2 separate regions of the Pan troglodytes genome follow, and region 1 is linked to region 2. The links are chromatin contacts, called in public Hi-C maps. All regions are on one chromosome and are shown on one strand. Each heading gives the region's core, a stretch centred on a gene start, on an enhancer-like site or on the middle of the called end of the contact. The rest is flanking DNA. Distances are from core to core; before and after follow the strand shown. Region 1 overlaps CAPZB (capping actin protein of muscle Z-line subunit beta). Region 2 overlaps CAPZB (capping actin protein of muscle Z-line subunit beta).

Evidence for each region. Hi-C and Micro-C count contacts between places; a contact is called where the count stands out from the background.
Region 1: a Hi-C map of blood shows a contact between it and region 2, with 4 times the contacts expected there. The contact joins two enhancer-like sites. A contact is called at or near these places in 2 of 7 Hi-C or Micro-C datasets (blood and stem cell-derived neural progenitor cells) and 1 of 1 datasets of contacts at active chromatin or transcription factors (stem cell-derived excitatory neurons).

Annotation. Positions count from the first base shown.
Region 1 is chr1:211,807,265-211,811,644 of NHGRI_mPanTro3-v2.0_pri, forward strand. All of the region lies in intron 2 of CAPZB (capping actin protein of muscle Z-line subunit beta), which reads left to right. Among named protein-coding and RNA genes, the nearest start is that of SLC66A1, 78 kb to the right of the region's middle. Within about 2 kb of position 1,412, at least 1 of the 24 cell types and tissues checked has an H3K27ac peak or open chromatin away from gene starts, as enhancers often do.
Region 2 is chr1:211,726,913-211,731,693 of NHGRI_mPanTro3-v2.0_pri, forward strand. The region is part of intron 1 of CAPZB (capping actin protein of muscle Z-line subunit beta); the gene reads left to right. Among named protein-coding and RNA genes, the nearest start is that of CAPZB, 15 kb to the left of the region's middle. Within about 2 kb of position 3,284, at least 5 of the 24 cell types and tissues checked have an H3K27ac peak or open chromatin away from gene starts, as enhancers often do.

The DNA of each region.
Region 1 (4,380 bases), core at 162-2,661, 78 kb after region 2:
TTTTTTTTTTTTTTTTTCATTCTTAAGAAAAGCAGTGTGCCAGGGCCTGCCCTCACACTTGGAGTGACCCAGGAGGTGCTGCGTGCTGCCTCACTGGGTCTCACTCCAGCCGCGCTTTGCTCCTCTCTGTTCTTGCACTTGCCTCAGTGGCCTCTGCAGCAGAGCCTCATGTCAGCTCTTCCCTCTTCTTGGGATGCCCCTGTTATTTTTCCCTGCAGTCTTGGAGGCCCGGCTCCTTGGTCATTATTCACATGTCATCTCTGTGCCACCTCCTAGACTGCTGACTTGCCCCCACAGCAACCCCCTTCTGTCGTCTCCTGCAGGTTCGCTTCCTGCCTCTTTTTTTTTCTTTCTTTTTTTTTTTTTTTTACCTTGAGACAGAGTCTCTCTGTGTCACACAGGCTACAATGCAGTGACACAGACTTGGCTCACTGCAACCTCTGTCTCCCAGATTCAAGTGATTCTCCTGCCTCAGCCTCCTGAGTAGCTGGGATTATAGGCGCGCACCACCACACCTGGCTAATTTTTGTATATTTTTAGTAGAGATGGGGTTTTGCCACATTGGCCAGGCTGGTCTTGAATTCCTGAACTCAAGTGATCCACCGTCCTCAGCCTCCCAAAGTGCTGGTTACAGGCGTGAGCCACCATGCCTGGCCTACCCTTGCCTCTTGGGGATGCCTCTGTGGCTGGACTTTGCTGTCAGAGCAGGGCCGCCCATGTCCATCTCTTCCCGTGCTGAGCCCTTGCACCTGACACGGGCCTGGAGCGGGCATTCGGGGTTTATGGAACAGTGTGAATTTCTCCTTGACATGGATGTTGTAACCCCCAGTTCCAGAGACTTAGGAAGGTTACACTCAGCCAGCAAGTGACTGACCGAGGATTTGAACCTGTTCGGTTTCGAGGTTGCTGTTTTTACAGAATGCCACACTGTATATTTTGTTTCTGACACGAGTGTATGTGCCACGTGAAATGCTCTTTTATCTTTTTAAGAAAGTTTTGGGCTTTCTGGAAAAATAGAAGGAACAAATTGTCACAGAGCCCTCTGCTGGACGTCGGCAGCTACAGCATTCTGGCGTGGCAGTTTCCTCTGAGCGCACCCGAGTACGCAGAATCTGTTTTTGATTCCTATCTCACTGGTGGTGGGCTCTTGGCCAACAGGCAGATCAAAAGATGGAATGTGTTCATTTGGCCATTTTTAAAAAAACCGAGGTACAAGGGTGCACTTCTTAAAGACAAGGGCGCCGTGGGTTAGACTCCGTGGGTCTGAGCTGCTCTGGCTTTTGTGCTTTTTTTAAGGGTTCATCTCAAGTTTCTTTTTCTGGTTGAACAATTTTTTTCAACATTAATAACTAATGGAGAAGAGGAAGAGGCAAAGTAGAACCATATGGCGGCACAAACACGAACCTCACTTGTGGCCGGAAACTTCTGATTTGTATCTCTTCGTGTGATCAGCTGTTGGGTTGGATGATTTAAGAAAAAAAAAAAAGGGTTCAGTTTGGGCAAAAGCAGTTTCTTTTTGAACCTAGCTGTGCTGTATATATCTGCATGTCCTTCCTCAGACATTGGCCCGTAGCTGCATGCCTCTGGTCAAGTTATTTCTCTAAGGCCCTGTTTCCCCTTCTTTAAAACAAGGACTGGAGCGCGTGTCTGTGTGAAGAGCCATTGTCAGGATCATAGGGAAGGGCAGGGAGAGCTGCTAGCATAGTGCCTGCCACGCAGGACAGGGCTATTACGATCACCTGGTCCTTCCACGGATTATTATTCAGGTGTCACCTGAGGCCGTTGCCAATGGCATCCTAGTCTCTCCCTTACCTTCTACCTTCTGGGGGTTTTTCTTCTCCCTGCCCTAGTTCACTTTACCCACTCCCCACCCGTCTTTCCAGTGGCCTCCTGGGTACCACCGAGCCTGGCAAAAGTATCGGTGGTGAAGGACTTGTGGCTCCTGCTCCCTGGGGTGGGCACACTCCTGTGGCAGCAGAGGAACTGGTGGAGCCCTGAACTCCCACCAGAAAGACGGCAGGCACTGTCCTGACCAGTGTAGTGTTTATTATTCCAAGTCACTGGGAATTATGTTTAAATCCCCCCAACAGCCTGGATTGGTGTGACACCTTTGGTGTTATCTGAACGTTCCCTCCAAGGCTGTTAGGCAGTTCAGATGGGTGGTTTAGACAGAAACCATCCGGCTGCCGCGTGTCAGCACCGCTCCTCCTCCTCAGAGGCCCTCCCTGGCTTTGGAGGCGACAGAGCCAGTGCCACACACACCCCAAAGTGAACTCTCGGCTTTGTTTGGACCTGTCGTTTCATTTAAATCACTGTACAAACCCATGGTCTGTGACACTTAATGTGATTTCTTCCACTGCTCTAAGCACTCGACATGAGTAGGGGGCGGGGGCCGGGGTTCAGATGAGTGTAGGGACTGGTTAGATTACAGAGATACACTGCTTTCATTCTGGTTCTGTAATATGACCTCAGACCACAGGATTAATATCCACTTACATGGAATCAGCATGCATTGACTGATCCCTGCTGCAGCGGGCGTGATGCTGCGCTGAGGCTGAAGGGCCTGTCTTGGCCTCTGTAGGTGTGGAGTCAATTCACAATGAAAAATGCTAAGTGGTGAGGAAGGAGTAAGGTGAAAGCCATTGGCAGTATTAGAACAGCCATCCCCAAAGCATTTAGGATTCAGTTGATATTAGTGTTACTGCAGGAATTCTGAAGAATTTGACATCTTGATAAAGAAGTTGGAGTTTGGGCCAGGCCCTGAAGGATCAGCAAGATTTAAGAGAGCAGTGGGGATTGGCTGTCAGATTTAGCAAATAAAAATACATGGCCTGGCCAGGCGCAGTGGCTCACACCTGTAATCCTAGCACTTTGGGTGGCCGAGGTGGGTGGATCATGAGGTCAGGAGATAGAGACCATCCTGGCTAATGTGGTGAAACCCCGTCTTTACTAAAAATACAAAAATTAACTGGGCGTGGTGGCGCACACCTGTAATCCCAGCTACTCGGGAGGCTGAGGCAGGAGAATGGCATGAACCTGGGAGGCGGAGCTTGCAGTGAGCCGAGATCGCGCCACTGCACTCCAGCCTGGGTGACAGAGCTGGACTCCATCTCATTGAGAAAAAAAAACACATGACCCATGTAACCTTTAGGAAGTATTCATACTAAAATGTTATTCATTGTGTATCTGAAATTCAGATTGAACTGGCCTCCCTCTATTTTATCCAGCAACCCTCAATGGGGAAGATGTTTAAGTGGGGGATGCACGTGCATGTTCAGGGAGTGGTGAATGGGACCGGGTGGTTGTTTGAGGAGTTTTGGGCAGAGGTGGAGGGACGGCGTGGGTATGAGACGGGATCAGTGATGGTGCCAGGTCGTGACTAATGCACCTTTGGGCAGCTGCTGTGGTCCAAGTCTGTGGGCACACTATGTATTATTCCACATTTCTCATTCCCCATGACAACGAAAATGTTATTATTCCAGAGCAGATTATCTTTGATCAAAAGAAACAGCGCTGATGGAAATATGGCCAAAACTATGGCCCAGCTTGAGAGTTGATCCAAAAGGCAAAAATCGTGCCTGCTTGGGTGGAGTCAGTTGGCCATATCAAGTCCCAGAGGCTTTTCACTGTAGGACAAGCAGTGCCAGTTTTTGAGTTCCAGTTTAAATGTATGTTTTTCTGGGGTTGGTTAGTACCTGGCATACTGGCTTTCAGAAGTCCCATCACAGATCTTCAAGGGTGGTCTGTCTCCGTGCAGCTCATCTACTGTGTTTGACAAATGAACAGTCTTGGGCTTTGCCTAAGATTCCGTGGCCAGCTCACAGCAGAGCAGAGGCTAGAACCCAGGTCTCTTAGTTCTCACTCTTTCCACCAACGCTGTGGCTCCTTGAGGTCATATGTTGATAAAAAATGCCAGCACTTTCATGACAGCTCTAGTTCTCTTTGTTCAGTGCTTTCCCACCATACCATGGTTCATATCTGAGAGTGCTGGGTTGGAACCACACAGGAAACTTGTCATCAGCACCCATTCAGATTTAGTTCTGGACAAGTGCTTTTGCTAAAGATTCCTATTACCTGCCAATTTATTAATTTTAAGGTAAAGTCGATTGGAGTTTGGGAGGCTCCGTGTTGTAAAACTCCTTTCCTCCCTCTTTCCCTCCTTTCTTTCCTTCCTCCCAAATATATTAAGCATTTGCTGTGTGTCAGGCACAGCCACAGGCACTGAGAATCCTGCAGTGAATAAGATCGAAGTCCTTGCCCCAGTAAAACTTACATTCTAGTGAGGGATACAGATAACTGATCAATGAAAAAATACTCCACCTGGTGTTAAGTGCTAGGAAGAAATTACTCAGATGCTTTTGATTCATAGATGAATCTCTT
Region 2 (4,781 bases), core at 2,034-4,533:
TGGCTAACATGATGAAATCCCATCTCTACTAAAAGTACAAAAAATTAGCCGGGCGTGATGGTGGGCGCCTGTAGTCCCAGCTACTCGGGAGGCTGAGGCAGGAGAATGGCGTGAACCCAGGAGGCGGAGCTTGCAGTGAGCCGAGATCGTGCCACTGCACTCCAGCCTGGGTGACAGCAAGACTCCAGCTCAAAAAAAAAAAAAAAAAAAAAAAAAATGCAGGAAGAATGAAAGCACAATAGTTGCAGCTCTTCATCTAAAACGGAACCTCATTCTCTACATAGTAACTACTAATCGGTAGTCAGGGTCTGGAATCACCTTTGAGTCCTTGGGTACTGCATAGTCCTGCCCCTCACTTCCCTTTCTCCTCCTCTTCTCTGCACACATCCAGGCAGACTCTGGAATAATAGAGCATAGTATGAGGATAAAGCTGTCATTGGCTAAGCTGGTGTTCACACTCAGGACCAGCTGGTTCCTTGCCCTGGCTGTGTTACACCTGCGGCCAGGGACGAGCAGAGGCCACAGTCTGCTGCCTGCCTACATAACCGACAGGTTATTAGTTCATGCCCCAAGGGTTTGAGCCACCCAGAGATGTTGAAAGAGATCCCTAACCTCAGAGGGTTTAGAGCTCTAGGCTGTAGATGGCAACATCTGCCTTCGAGATGAGTAGGGTCTCCATGTCCTCAGTTCATGACAACCTCTTTTACTTTTTCATCCTACTTTGCACTAGGTAATATTCCTGGGAAACAGGCCTCGCATTTTCTTAAACACTGATTTCATCTGTCCTTCCTCTAATAACTTTATCTGGAGGCGTTTATCAACCTTCTAACTAGAATACCCTTGTCCTTTTGCCTGCCACAGAACTGGTTTTCCCTGTGTGCTGATGGCCCATGGTTTCTGAGCTTTCTGTATTCCAGATGGAGAGCACGTAGGAGAATCCTGGGAATATCCTCAAGGATCCTACTTTTATCTTGGTTACATACTATCTGTGAGATGCATATTGGTTGTTGAGGAAGCATTTCTTTTTTTTTTTTTTTTTTTTTTTTTTGAGACGGAGTCTCGCTTTGTCTCCCAGGCTGGAGTGCAGTGGAGCGATTTCGGCTCACTGCAAGCTCTGCCTCCTGGGTTCACGCCATTCTCCTGCCTCAGCCTCCCGAGTAGCTGGGACTACAGGCACCCGCCACCACGCCTGGCTAATTTTTTTTGGTATTTTTAGTAGAGATGGGGTTTCACCGTGTTAGCCAGGATGGTCTTGATCTCCTGACCTTGTGATCTGCCCACCTCGGCCTCCCAAAGTGCTGGGATTACAGGTGTGAGCCACAGCGCCCAGCCGAGGAAGCATTTCTTGACGTAACAGACAAGAACTGGTTGCCATGGTTCCAACGAAGGGCCCTCCCATCATGTGACTAATTGTCAGAATGTGGTCATGTAAATACTGTGAGTGTGGGATCCTCAGCCCTGCACCCTTGGGGTCTGTGCTCCGAGTGCTTCAAGAGGCTTGACTACTTACTCCAGTGTCAGTTTGAGGCATTGGGTTAACTGATAAAATTCCCACTTGAATTTCATTACATGTCAGAATCTAAAGGGAAACAAATGGGGAAAGAGTGATTTCCAAGCCTTAGGTGATGGGCCTCGTTTTGGAACAAGTATAATCATCCCCCCTTTTTCCATAGTTTCGATTTCTGCAATTTCAGTCACCCGCCATCAACCCCAGTCCAGTATTTTGAAAAGAATACCACATTCACGTAGCTTTTATTATGGTATGTTGTTAGAATTGTTCGATGTTATCAGTTATTGATAATAACTGTGCCTGGTTTATGAATTAAACATGATAGGTATGCATGTGTAGGAAAAAACAGTATATATAGGGTTTGGTACTATCCAAGGTTTCAGGCATCCACTGGGGGTCTTGGAAGGTATCCCCCGAGGATAAAGGGGGGCCACTGTACAAGCAGCTCACACCTCAGCCTTAGCATTCAGCAGGCCTCAGAGCTAGGAAGGCAGGCCAGGTGGTGGCATTGGTTCTTGGGCACTTCACCTGGTCCTCTGCATGCACCGTTCCGTTTCCTTCCCAGAATCCTTCTAAGCATGGGATCCTATGAATTTAGGCCTTTATGTAAATTCAGAATGATACAGATTTAGACTTTATATAAATTGCTAATAAGTGGCAGAGTCAGGTCTTGAACCCAGCTGCTCTGAATTTAAAAGCCTTTGCCCTCAGCCTCTGCTGTGTCATGGAATTTTACTGCTCACAGGGGTTTGGGGCTTGACCAAGGTCCCACAGTAAACCACTGGAGCACTGGGATCAGGTCCTATGTCTAACACTCTAGAATCTAGATTCTACACTCTTGTGTGAGTCTTTTCTGCCACATAAACTTAGGCCTGTTTCAAAGCTCATCTTTGAATATCCTTCTTCAGTGATGCATGGAAAGACCACATTTTCCAAATAGGACCTTGTGAGAGAGCTTCGTGGCAATTGGCTCGAACAGTCAGAATGCCAATGGCCTGAGTTCAAGAAGAAATCTAAGGAAAGGTCCAGATTCAAGCCCAGGTCCCTTTGATCTGTAGCTCATGTTTATGGGGTACATAGGGACAGGAATCGTCTTAACAAGACACTGGAGAAAGTGGTTGTCCAACGGTAGGTAAAAATGGTGGCACATCTATGCAATGGACTATTTTTTTATTTTTTATTTTCTGGCGACAGCGTCTCATGTTTTTGCTCAGGCTACAGTGCAGTGGTGTGATGACAGCACACTGCAGCCTCCACCTCCCGGGCTCAAGCAATCCTCTCGCCTCAGCCTCCTGAGTAGCTGGGACTGCAGATGTGCTCTACCGCACCCAGCAATTTTTGCATTTTTTGTAGAGACGGGGTTTCACCATGTTGCCCAGTCTGGTCTCAAACTCTTGTGCTCAAGCCACAGTGGAATGGAATGCAGCCATTAACATGTGACATGTGAAGACGGTGTTGTAGTTTGGAAGATGTGCTAGTGTTGAGTGAAGCACAGTAGTCCGTCTGTCCCGGGCTTGTGGTTCTGTGGAATACCCCCCGACCTGGGTGCTTGTGGGCATTACAGAAGTGAACAATTTGCAAGCCCTTTACTGTGCTCTCTGTTGCTTGCAGTGGGCGGGCGGGTGTGTGTGTGTGTGTGTGTGTGTGTGTGTGTGTGTGTATTCTTTTCCTCCTTTTGAGTATCTTTCTTCCTTGAGATAAGTCCCCAGGAGGGCGAGTGTAGAGTGTTTTTTCTCTCTGCACCTTCTTGAACCAGTCACTTTGCTCTGACAAATGCTCTCTCTGTGGCCGCCGCCTCACTGCCTGTCCCCAGAGCCCTCTGAGCTGACTCATCCTCCCTGCCTAGCAGGCTTCACTTCACTTCCTCAATCTCCCTGTTCTGGCCAAGTTGAGAGGACTCCCTTCCTGCAAAAATGTGTTCTAAGGTTAGCTCATGGTTTTTGCCGTATTAATCTCTATGCCAGAACTGTTATTTATTAATTTTTTCTTTAAGTTTCCTCACTTTTTAACTTAAATTATTTAGGAAGGAAACTTTGTCCTTACCATGAATGGAAAACAATATCAATTGCTGTATATAGAAAGTACACACTATATACATATAGTCATCTACTGCTGTAAAAGATGTTCATCTGTAGAGCACCCACAATCCTCTGGCCACCACCAGCTTGTGGCTCCCCCTTCCCTGCCTGTTCCCTCCTGCCTGTGTCTTTCTGTCTTGCCTTGCAGGGCTTGGCTCTATCCCGTCTTCACCGCCAAGCTTCCTTTGACTACTGCTGGCCTTCATACCCATCTCCTTGTCCATTCATTCAAAGAGACATTGATTAATATTGTGTGCCCAGCTTGGGGGTGGGCATGAAAAGGTACTTGCCATCGCTATACGGAGACCATTGGTGGGAGCCAGTCAGACAGACGGACGGACTTGTAGAATGGAAGATAATTGCTGTCGGGGCTGTGTCTGAGCGCAGCCGTGCATTGAAGGAGGCGTCTCGCTGAGAGATTCAAGGCATGGGTCCCAGGGGACCGATTTTGTTGAAGTGGAGGTGAGAGGGCTCATTTGCCAGGAGGAGGAGAGGTGGGCCCAGAGACATGGCAGGCAGAGAGACGGCGTGTGCCGACTCAGTGGCCCAGGAGGGCATGGCGGGTGCTGGGGAAACGACTAATTTAAACTCAGAGGAGCCAGAAGAGTGAGGGGTGGGAGAGCTTTCAAAGCAGCTGGGTGGGAGGCAGGGCCATGCTGAGAAGGAAGTCCTGGGTGGAAGGAGGCTCTGATTTACCCTCTTCTATTTCAGTACACTCTCCTGCCCTGCCCTGCCCTGCCCTGCTCCGCCCCACCCTGCCGCACAGCTGATACCTCAGAGTTTATCATTGACTTCCTTTTCACGACTCCACCCCCAACCCCTGTGTATCATCATTCCCTGAGCGCCTCCTATGTGCCAGGCCTTGGGGACCCCGAGCTAGTGAAAGGCCCACAGGCTAGTGGAGGGGAGTGGATGGCGCTTGGTTGAGTGTGAGCACCAGTGGCAAGGGACCCCTCTCCCCATCAGGAGGGAGCCCTTTGTAACCTGATAGTATCATTAAATAAAAGTTTATTGTGTTTTTTGTTTTGTTATAAAAGCAGTATGTTTATTATGGAAAAGTTTGAAAATATAGAAAAGAGGGAAGAAACAAAAATAATTCATAATCTTAGCTTGCCAGCAGCACTGTTAACCTTTCAATATATTGTTTCAGCGTCTTAGTCTATATGCATAGTTTGGAGTTCCTATTGTCAGTG